Linked DNA regions of Sus scrofa: all the other regions are linked to region 1. Evidence: chromatin contacts called from public promoter capture Hi-C data. All regions are on one chromosome and are shown on one strand. Each heading gives the region's core, a stretch centred on a gene start, on an enhancer-like site or on the middle of the called end of the contact. The rest is flanking DNA. Distances are from core to core; before and after follow the strand shown.

Evidence for each region. Promoter capture Hi-C pulls out the DNA fragments that hold promoters and counts their contacts.
Region 2: a promoter capture Hi-C map of liver shows a contact between it and region 1, with 2.4 times the contacts expected there. The contact joins the promoter of SLC28A1 here to the promoter of NMB in region 1. A contact is called at or near these places in 1 of 5 promoter capture datasets (liver) and 1 of 2 datasets of contacts at active chromatin or transcription factors (alveolar macrophages).
Region 3: a promoter capture Hi-C map of fetal liver shows a contact between it and region 1, with 2.3 times the contacts expected there. The contact joins the promoter of ALPK3 here to the promoter of NMB in region 1. A contact is called at or near these places in 1 of 5 promoter capture datasets (fetal liver) and 1 of 2 datasets of contacts at active chromatin or transcription factors (alveolar macrophages).

What each region holds. Positions count from the first base shown.
Region 1 is chr7:52,881,683-52,884,836 of Sscrofa11.1, reverse strand. NMB (neuromedin B) reads right to left here and starts at 1,599. Exons shown (of 3, transcript NM_001123145.1): 1 at 1,442-1,599; 2 at 661-833. The coding sequence starts at 1,598.
Region 2 is chr7:52,651,157-52,654,310 of Sscrofa11.1, reverse strand. SLC28A1 (solute carrier family 28 member 1) reads left to right here and starts at 1,489. Exons shown (of 18, transcript NM_214112.1): 1 at 1,489-1,510; 2 at 2,627-2,738. The coding sequence starts at 2,643.
Region 3 is chr7:52,717,069-52,720,222 of Sscrofa11.1, reverse strand. ALPK3 (alpha-protein kinase 3) reads left to right here and starts at 1,448. Exons shown (of 14, transcript XM_021098900.1): 1 at 1,448-1,696. The coding sequence starts at 1,554.

The sequences.
Region 1 (3,154 bases), core at 350-2,849:
CGGGAACTCCCCTGGAGGCATTTTTCATTGTCATAACTGGGGAGGGAGAAAGAGGATACTCTAATGCATAGAGACCAAGGATGCTGCTGAACCTCCTGCAAGGCACAGGACAACCCCTGCAACAAAGAACTGTCCAGCCCAGAAGGTCAAGAGTGCTAGGGTTGAGTGACCTGCCATTGGTCACTGAGGCAGATGAGAGACTGGGAAGGTCTAGACTCTATCTTGGCTGCTGTCTAATTCTCTTCATCCCTTCTCTGGGCCTCAGGGTCCATACAAGCACATACAGGGCACAGCAAAGATAGACAGGTGGGGTGAGGCAAGTCTGCGTAGATTGTGGGGGAGGTGCGGATCCTGCTGCAAAGAAGCTGGATGATCCCAGGCTGTGACTTTAGACTGGGCAATGGGTGAGGAAACATCTTCCCCTACTTTTTGTTCCGTGGGGTTTGCTGGGAAGGTCAGCTTCCTTTCTTGGGAATCCTCTCCCTTTGAGCTCTGGATCACAAGGAGAGCCTGGGATCCCTGACTTTCCTGGGCCTATCACACCCAGGCTGGGCACTCAAACCCTAAGCCCAATGCTGGATATGAGTGGCTGAGCCTCTCCTGGGCCTGAGGTGGGGCGGGGCGCGCGGGGGGTGGGGTGGGGTGGGGTGGCTGGCTCACCGGGGTGTGAGATGCTGGGCCGCTGAGGCTCAAGCCCAGAGCTTTCTTTTGCAGGAGGATCCTGAGCAGATCATGACTCAGCTGCAGTCTCTGGTCCCTCAGAGAGATGTGGTGCGTTGTCCCCAGTAGGGATGGATTGGGGGGCTCCAGACTCTTCTTGCCCATGAAGTGACCTAGAAAGTAGGTACCGAGACACAAGGAAGTCACAAAACAAGGATCCTTCTGCAGTGGGAAAGTTCCCCATCTCTCCCACCTTTCAGTTCTCATGGCAGGAAGATACACAACCTTCCTGCTCCACGATACCAAGAAGCCAGAGACCCTGGGTGGTGGCAACAGGTGGAGGGGGTGTGGAGGAGATGGCACAGCTGGAAGGAGGGTGGAATGGCCCAGGGCCGGAAGAAACTCTGCCAATTGTGCTGCCTGCATAGAAGAGGGACAGGGAGACGGCAGAAGTGGAGAACAAGAGCGGTCTGGGAGGTGAAGATGCAGAGGGGACCCACCAGAGGCTAGAGGATTCAGTGGAAACTTGTCTAAGAGAAGGGGCACAGGCTGGCAGGCAGATCTAGGATCCAGCCCCAGCTCTGCTTTAAACTGGATGAGTGAGTGATCTTAGCCAAGTCACTGACCTGTCTGAGTCTCAAGTTCCCCACTTGTTAGACTAGATGAGTTCCAGGGTCCCCATTAGCCTGGGCACTAGTGTCCCTAGCTGAGGAGAGGCCAGAGATTTTTAAATAGGGTCAGGGCAGGATGGGATGCGCTTGCCTGGTCCCCGAAGACTTACCGGTGGCCCAGAGATTGCCTCGCGGGTGCACTCGGATCTTGCCGGCTCGGCTGCGAGGCTCCGGGAGATCCCAGCTGAGCGGGGCGGCGCCGGCAGCGAGCAGAGTGAAGAACAGGAGGCCGCCCAGCAGCCGAGCGCCCCTAGCCCGCAGGGTCATGGCTGGGCCCCGGCCGCAACCTCTGCTCAGGTGCACTTGGCCGCAGCTCCAGTCCTTGGTGCGCGCCTTCCCTCCTTTTAAACCCGCGCTCCTGGAGGCGGAGCCTGCTCCGAAGGAACCCGCCCCTGGAGCGCCGGATGCCGCCCCTTCCCCGCCCTCCCCGAAGCCCTTGGGCAGGGGTGCAGGTCTGGGGCCCCTCCACCGCCCGCCGGTCCGCACCGCTGCCCCCATGTGGGCACTGCTGCCTCGGGCGTTCCGACCCAAGCCCACCACCTTAAACTGAGGAGCTGGCCCCGCCCTTCCTCGCCACTCCCAGTGGTTCTTGGCTTTTCAGTAAAATGGTTACTTTCTCTCTCTCAGGGTAGAAATAGGGGTAAGGACGCCTCCTCCCATGTAACAGGCGTTACGGTGCCCAGCAAAGTGCCAGGCACCAAAGGAGCTCCATAAAATGCCTGTCAGCTTTCCCTCCCGGGGAATCTGACCGTGTTCACCCGGTCTCTGCTCTCTCACAGCCAGCACTCACCAGGTCTCTGCAAATCACTGCAGGTGCTCGGGATGCGCATGCAGAATGATGGATGGCGGGGGTCCTCCCGACCCAAGCCCTGCTCGGGGGAACTCGGCCCATCAGTTGGCCAGGAGGCAGATTTCTGGGTCAGGGGAGTGAAGAGCACTAAGCCAGGAGTCCGTATACAAAGATCTGTGACCTCTTTGACCCTCACCTTCTTCAATTGTAAAATGGGAATAGCCACAGTGTCCTATTTTTTAATAAATTGACATTTTGTAGCCCAATTATTTTGTGGCAGGAAGCAACAGACCTATAGGACTCTCTCACATTCAGCACCCTCCTCCTCCCAGGGAGCTCTCCAGACTTGTCTTGGAAAGAACTTTTAGGTCAGTGGCAACACTTAATGAATAGGAGAAGATGCACTTGATGTTCCAGAATAATGCACTTGCTTTTGCTTGAATGGTTACTAAACACCAAAGTTCAGGGCACTATGCTAGGGGAGACAAGAGTTTACCATCTCATTGGAGAGACAGTACAAAAGGAGTGAATGGTGGAGGAAGGATATGGACCAACTCCTGGGCTCTCGACTCTTCTCAGAAACACTTTGGTGTGGCAGGGACAGAACCTACTCCCCAGTCTGGCTCGATAATGGTATTACTATTATTACTCTTGCATATCCAGCTCAATAAGGCCTGCTAGCTCTGTGGATCACCATCTTAAAAGGGGAAGCGTGTTGGAGAAGCTGGTTGTCATGCTGAGCTCCCAGAAGCTCAGGACAAGCATACTTCATTTCCAGCCCAGGCTTTTTTCCCAATCTCCTTCTTCTCATCTCCCACCTTGGCATTTACACCTCTCTGTATTCTTGTCACTGCTTAGCCATGGTGTACAGATATAGCTCTTATCACCTTCTCTTTTCGATCTCCTCCCTCTCCTGCATCAAGCACACACCCATCCTATCTTCTTGCGTCCTCTGTCACAGAAATTAGGAGATGGGATTGAGTGCTGCCTCACTTAAACGCCTGAAGGAACCTTATTTGGTAGGTTTATCTCT
Region 2 (3,154 bases), core at 240-2,739, 230 kb after region 1:
ATCCTGTGTTTTGTATATTCCTTTCTTTCTTTTTTTTCGGGGGGGGGGTCTTTGGGGGGCCACATCTGTGGCATATGGAGGTTCCCAGGATAGGGGTCAAAGTGGAGCTGTAGCTGCTGGCCTACACCGCAGCCACAGCAACACAGGATCCTTAACCCACTGAGCAAGGCCAGGGATCAAACCTGTGTCCTGGTGGATGCTAGTCAGATTGGTTTTCACTGAGCCACGACAGGAACGCCATATTTCTATAATGCTTACATGTTTAATGATGCATGTGCAATGCTTTGGTAATCAGAATGCCAAAAACTGCTTTTAAACAGAAGAGGTGCCCTTGCGCTTCATCCATCATGGTCCCCAAACTTCCAAAACAACCAGCCTGTGCTGGTAACTCCGCCTCCGGGTACCAGGAAGTGTTTATGCATTGTAGGGGGTTTTGTCCTGACTGCGTATGATTAATTATTAAAGAGATGTCAATGCTGTCAGATAAGTTTAATGTTTAGTTTGAGGATTGAAACCTGAAAGTGTTTGTCCCTTGACTTTGCACACTGTTGCTTAGGGGTCAGTTTAAAAAAAAATGGAAAAGGGGGGCTAACTGTGATTTTTGCTCTGAAACACTTTTACTGCTTGTGGTACCACACTGCTTTCCTTATCTTCAAGCTCAGGAAAATAGGCTGCTGTTATAATTCATGGTCCAATAAGAAAAGGGAGACTTGGTAAGACGTAAAATGAATGATAAAATACACAATTCAAAAAGCTGAATAGGAGTTCCCGTCGTGGCGCAGTGGTTAACGAATCCGACTAGGAACCATGTGGTTGTGGGTTCGGTCCCTGCCCTTGCTCAGTGGGTTAACGATCCGGCGTTGCCGTGAGCTGTGGTGTAGGTTGCAGACGCGGCTCGGATCCCGCATTGCTGTGGCTTTGGCGTAGGCCGGTGGCTACAGCTCCGATTCAACCCCTAGCCTGGGAACCTCCATATGCCGCGGGAGCGGCCCAAGAAATAGCAACAACAACAATAACAACAACAACAAAAGACAAAAAAAAAAAAAAAAAAAGCTGAATAGCACTGATGGCAGGTGGAAAAGGAGGCCCCAGGAGGAGATATGGGGAGGATGCAAATAATAAAAGAGGGCTTACTGGATGAGGTGAGCCTCTTTGGAAGCAGGAAAGAGAGAAGGGTGTCTCAGATGAAGATGGTAGATTCTGTGACTAAGCAGGAACTCCATGGGCCAGGCTCCAGCGAGGCCAGGGATTGAACCCCACTGTAGTAGAGTGGGGCCTCTTTCCCCTGAGAGAGGCTGGGGTCCCTGCCCTAGCCGTGGCCCTGGGCTCTGGAGAGGATGCTGGACAGAGCCGGGTGAGAGGCCCAGCCTACTCAAACTCTGGACTCTGCCCAGGAATTTGCACTGAAATGAGAAGACAGGCCAAAGTTCAAGCAGGTTGGATCTGATCTGTCCCTGTGGAAATACTCCCTTCCGTCTGTCTGTGAGAGGGACTTGTTGACCACGAATGCGTGAGTAGGAAGAGGAGCCTACTGCTCTCTGTGCAGCTGTGTGTCTGTGTTTGTGTGTGAGCAGGGGTGGCTGGACTTCCCCAGGCTCTGCTGTGTGTGCACTTCCCTGTGTGTCTCTGCTCATGTGTGCGCCTGTGCTCGCCCCTGTGCATGTGCATGTCCTCTAGCATTTGCAGAGGGTTGGTTGCTCCTTGAGGGGAAGAAAAAGAGAGGGGACAGGAGTGGAGAGAGATAGGATCTTAGTTAGGGCTCTTATTTAGCCTTCTAAACTGAGCTTCAGCCAGAAAAAAAAAAAAAAAAAAAAGAGAGAGAGAGAGAGACTTTATTGGCTCGTTTGTTTGTTTGTTTTTGTCTTTTTGTCTTTTTAGGGCTTTAGGGATGCACCCGTGGCATATGGAGGTTCCCAGTCTTGACATCCAATTGGAGCTATAGCTGCCAGCCTACACCACAGCCACAGCAATGCCAGATCTGAGCTGCATCTGCAAGCTACACCACAGCTCATGGCAATGTTGGCTCCTTAACCCACTGAGCAAGGCCAGGGATTGAACCCGCAACCTCATGGATGCTAGTCAGATTCATTTCCACTGAGCCATGATGGGAACTCCTAGATTGGCTCTTGCAATTGAAAAGTTGAGGGACAGGACTGGTTTCAGGTATGGTTGGATCCAGGGACTGGAACGATATCTTCAGGATTTGTCTCTCCATCTTTCAGAGAAGGGAGAGTATAATACAATAAAATGATCACTTAATGGCAATGATTTTAACCTGTTGTGGGGACTGATGAAAGCTAGGTCCTGTCTTCAGGAAAATGCCTGTGTCAGATACATAGACATGATGTACATAATTCCTTCCTTTGCTTCCCTGTGAAATGGAAGGCATTTGCCTTGGTTCTGCTTGGCCTCTCAGGTTCAGAAGTAAGTGCAGGAAGAGGGGCCTTCCTCTGTTGCTAGGGCCTCTGGCCTCCTGAGAGTTGCCCCCTGGGGTGGTAGATGTTGTGTTAGGCTGCTGCTCCTCCCCCACAGCCCCCTCCCTCCCATGCTCCTCCCCTTACCCAGCCCCTCATTGGGTCCTGCCTGGCCTCCCCTTTCAGCCTTGGACCCTGACTCTGTCTTTCAGCTGGAAGGTCTGGCACATGGAGGACAATACACCGAGACAGAGGGACCCCATCTCTCTCACATCAGTGGCCAATGGTTTGGAGAACATGGGGGCCGAGCTGCTGGAAAGCCTGGTCTGTCCCCTCCCCCCATCCTGGTTTGGCCCCTTGACGGGAGGGGCCTTTGTTCACATCTTCCTCCCACCCCCACCTTCTCCGCATCTCTTTGCTTCGACACTTAGCAACCCTGCAGCATGTTGAGCCTGCTCATTCCACTCACGAAACCTCTGTTGCACACCTACCGTGTGTTAGCATAGCCTGCCCTCATCCAAAAGGTGAGAGGACTCAACCAGAGAGTGACATTTGAGCTGTGAGCTAAGGACAAGGAGAAACCACGTGATGGGGTTAGGGGACCTTGGGGAAGTCTCTGCCTCTGAGGAGCAGGCACTCATGTCCTTGCTCTGGAATGGCCAGGTCAAGGCCCACCACCCCGAACTTTGGAGCTCGTATGACACCTTCTTCCCTCCCAACCTCCCCTCAACATGTGTCCC
Region 3 (3,154 bases), core at 199-2,698, 160 kb after region 1:
CAGCTGCCCTTGGAATCACACAGTGGGAGTAGGGGAAGAGCAATTTCCAAAAGGAGTGGGGATGTAAGAGCAGCTTCTAGAATAGAGGGGTTGTACTCCTTTGCTCCAATTTTTTTTTCTTTTTCTTTTTTTTTTTGCTTTTTAGGGCCGCACCTTCGGCATATGGAAGTTCCCAGGCTAGGGCTTGAATCAGAGCTACAGCTGCCAGCCTAACCACAGCCACAGCAATATGGGATCCAAGGTGTGTCTGCAACCTACACCACAGCTCATGGCAATGCCAGATCCTTAACCCACTGAGCGAGGCCAGGGATCGAACCCTCATCCTCATGGATACTAGTGGGGCTCGTTAATGCTGAGCCACTGCAGGAACTTCCTGCTCCAACTTCCTAATGATTAAAATCATCCATCTCTAGGTACTTTCTGGATGCTCTCAAGGATGTAGGAGAAGATTAAACCAACTTGGACACTCCCAATATTTAGTACCATATTTAGATAGTGCTTAGAATTTTGCTCTCAGAAACTATTGAATGATTAAATTATTTTTCTGGGCGTTAGGACTCAGCCCATTTCCCCTTTGGGTGCTGGGGAAAGGAGGCTGAAAAGGGTGGCAAAGGAGGTTCAATAATTCTAGAATTGTTCGCTGAAGCCCTGATCTATGCTAGATAATGGAGAGGAACACAGAGGTACCCAGAGGAAATCTGGCCTCCTAGGAACCGAGGTCACTTATGGAGGTATATGAGTTTGAGTTTGTCTAAGTGCTGGACCAACAGCCACTGGCAAGGCCAGGGGCAGTCAGGTCTGCTGCCAGGAAGAGGGGCGAGTCCCTGGCTCCCTTGTCTCCCATTGGATCCAGCCCAAGCTCCTAGCGGCTCTTTGCCCCCTTGGTGCCTTTCTCCAGGCCTCAAACGCCCCGCGCAGCTCCTTGGATACTTCCTTTTTTATTTAAGATTTTTATTTTTTTCTATTACAGTTGATTCACAATGTGCCTTGGGTCCTTCGGCACCCTCCGCTTGGCCAAGGCCGCACAGCCGGAGCTTCCACACCTTCAAAACGGGGCGCGGGCAGGGCAGGGCAGGGAGGTGACTAGGGAGCTAGGGTCCTAGGGACCTGTTAGGGGCACGTACTGGGTCCCTTTCTAGAGTCGCACCCCACCCCCACCCTTTCCCCTTCGGCTCAGAGAGGGTCGGACGCCGCCGCTGCTGAGGCAGAGGCGCGCGCGAAGCGGGAGCACACCGCCGCCAAGGAGGCGCACGGTGGGAGAGCTGTACACCCGACGGGCGGTCGGCTGAGGGAAGAAACCAGAGACCCGGAGTCGGCCCCTCGGGCAAGGCCTGGCGGGGCCTCCGCGCCCCGGCGCCCCCCGGCGCCTGGGAGGCCGCGGTGGCCGGGCCGGGGGAGGGACAGCAGCAGGTGACGACGGCCGGGCCCCGGGGCTATAAATAGGGGCGCGCGTCAGCCGCGGGAGGGGGAGCGGCGGCCAGCGGCGTGGAGCCGGGCGGGCAGAGGCCTGGAGAGCGGGCGGGAGCCGACGGCGAGTGCGGGCCGGCGGCAGCATGGGGTCGCGGAGGGTGTCCAGCCGGGGCTGGGGCTCGGGCGGACGGGCCGGGGCGGGGGACGACGGCGAGGACGACGGGCCCGTGTGGATCCCCAGCCCCGCCAGCCGCAGCTACCTGCTCAGCGTGCGGCCCGAGACCAGGTGAGTCGCGCTCGGGGGGGGGCCGGGCCGGCGTCGGGCGGGCAGAGGCCTCGAGTGAGGCCCTCGGATGGGCCCCCCGCGCTGACTGGAGGCCCGAGGCCCGGGTCACGGCCAGGCCGGGCCCGCTCCCCTGCCCTCTCAGGGCCCGTGAACCTCGGGCCTCTGGCCAGGAGAGGCTCAGGGGACGAGAGGGGCCCTAGTTCGGGGTGATTTCACGGGGGCCCCCCGAAGGCTCTCCTTATCTGCGCTCCCTTGCTCCCGCCCCGCCGCCCCCACCGCCGGTACTCCCGGGCTTCAGATTCCACAGTTTGCGATAAGGAAGGCAGGGGAGGCCGAAATTCCTCGGGGCTGGCAGGGAGGGGGTGGGCGAGCAGCAGGGAGGCAGGAGGGGACGCCAGGGCCACTGCCCTGGGGTGGGGGGCTGTTTGGCTTGGGATTCGCCAGGAGGAAATAAACTGCAAAGACGGTTTTCCCTCTGGGCCCAGAACCCTGGTCTTCCCCAGGATCCTGGTGGGGGCTGTTGAGGTGAAGGGGTGGCTTGCTGGTTGGTCCTGCCTGAAGATTCAGAGGTTGTGGCTCTGAGGAAGCCAAGTGCCCTGCCCAGTTGGGGGCAATGGGATGCCAAGGGAAGAGGCTGAACTGATGAACCCTTTACTCCCCTTCCAAGAGTTAATTAAAGAGGTGTGGATGCTTTGTTTTAGGAGCTCGGCTACCTACAGATGTAAGGACACAGACAATAGAGAGGCATTTTGGCACTCAAAGGCACACTGGCCCATGGGGACACGTGCATTGCCTTGGAGACGGATACTTCCTGCCCCCTCTCGGCCACTCCGTCTCCCTCCACCACTGGAGCCTACTCCTCAGGGAATTGTGATGGCTAGCTTTTGTGGTTGTGTCACAGCCCCAGCACTTGGCTTGTCGTAGGTTAGACCGAAAACAGCCACTCCTCTGAGAAGCTGTCCAGAGACCTCTTGTCCTCCGTTCTTAAAACAGCACAAAAACAGACATCAAGGACATTCAGGAAAAGTCCCAGGCACTTCCTCGTGGATTGGCTGAGTTCTGTTGACCTTGGAGTTGGAAAAGTTCAAATGTAACCGGAACCGGTTTCAGCATAAAACTCGTCAAATGGTGTCACATGTCTAGGACAGGGCTGAGGGCTGGTGTGAGTGACTGAGTCAGACTCGGCAAGGACCCTGGCTGCCAAGAAAGAATGCCCCTTCCTCCTGACCATGGGCTCTATGGAAAGGCTGGAAGGAAATTTGTGTATTTATTCCAGCCCATGGTGAAGCTGATTGCCTTATAGCAGCCTCACACTTGTCTCATACTTGTCACAATGATTTGTCTGGGCTTTGCCTCCTGTGTCCAGCCTTTGTCAACATCAGCGGAACAAGTACAAGAGGGAAGTAGGGCCCTTCTTAGAGACAGCAGTGGGGCGACTTGAAAATTAGGCAGAATGGA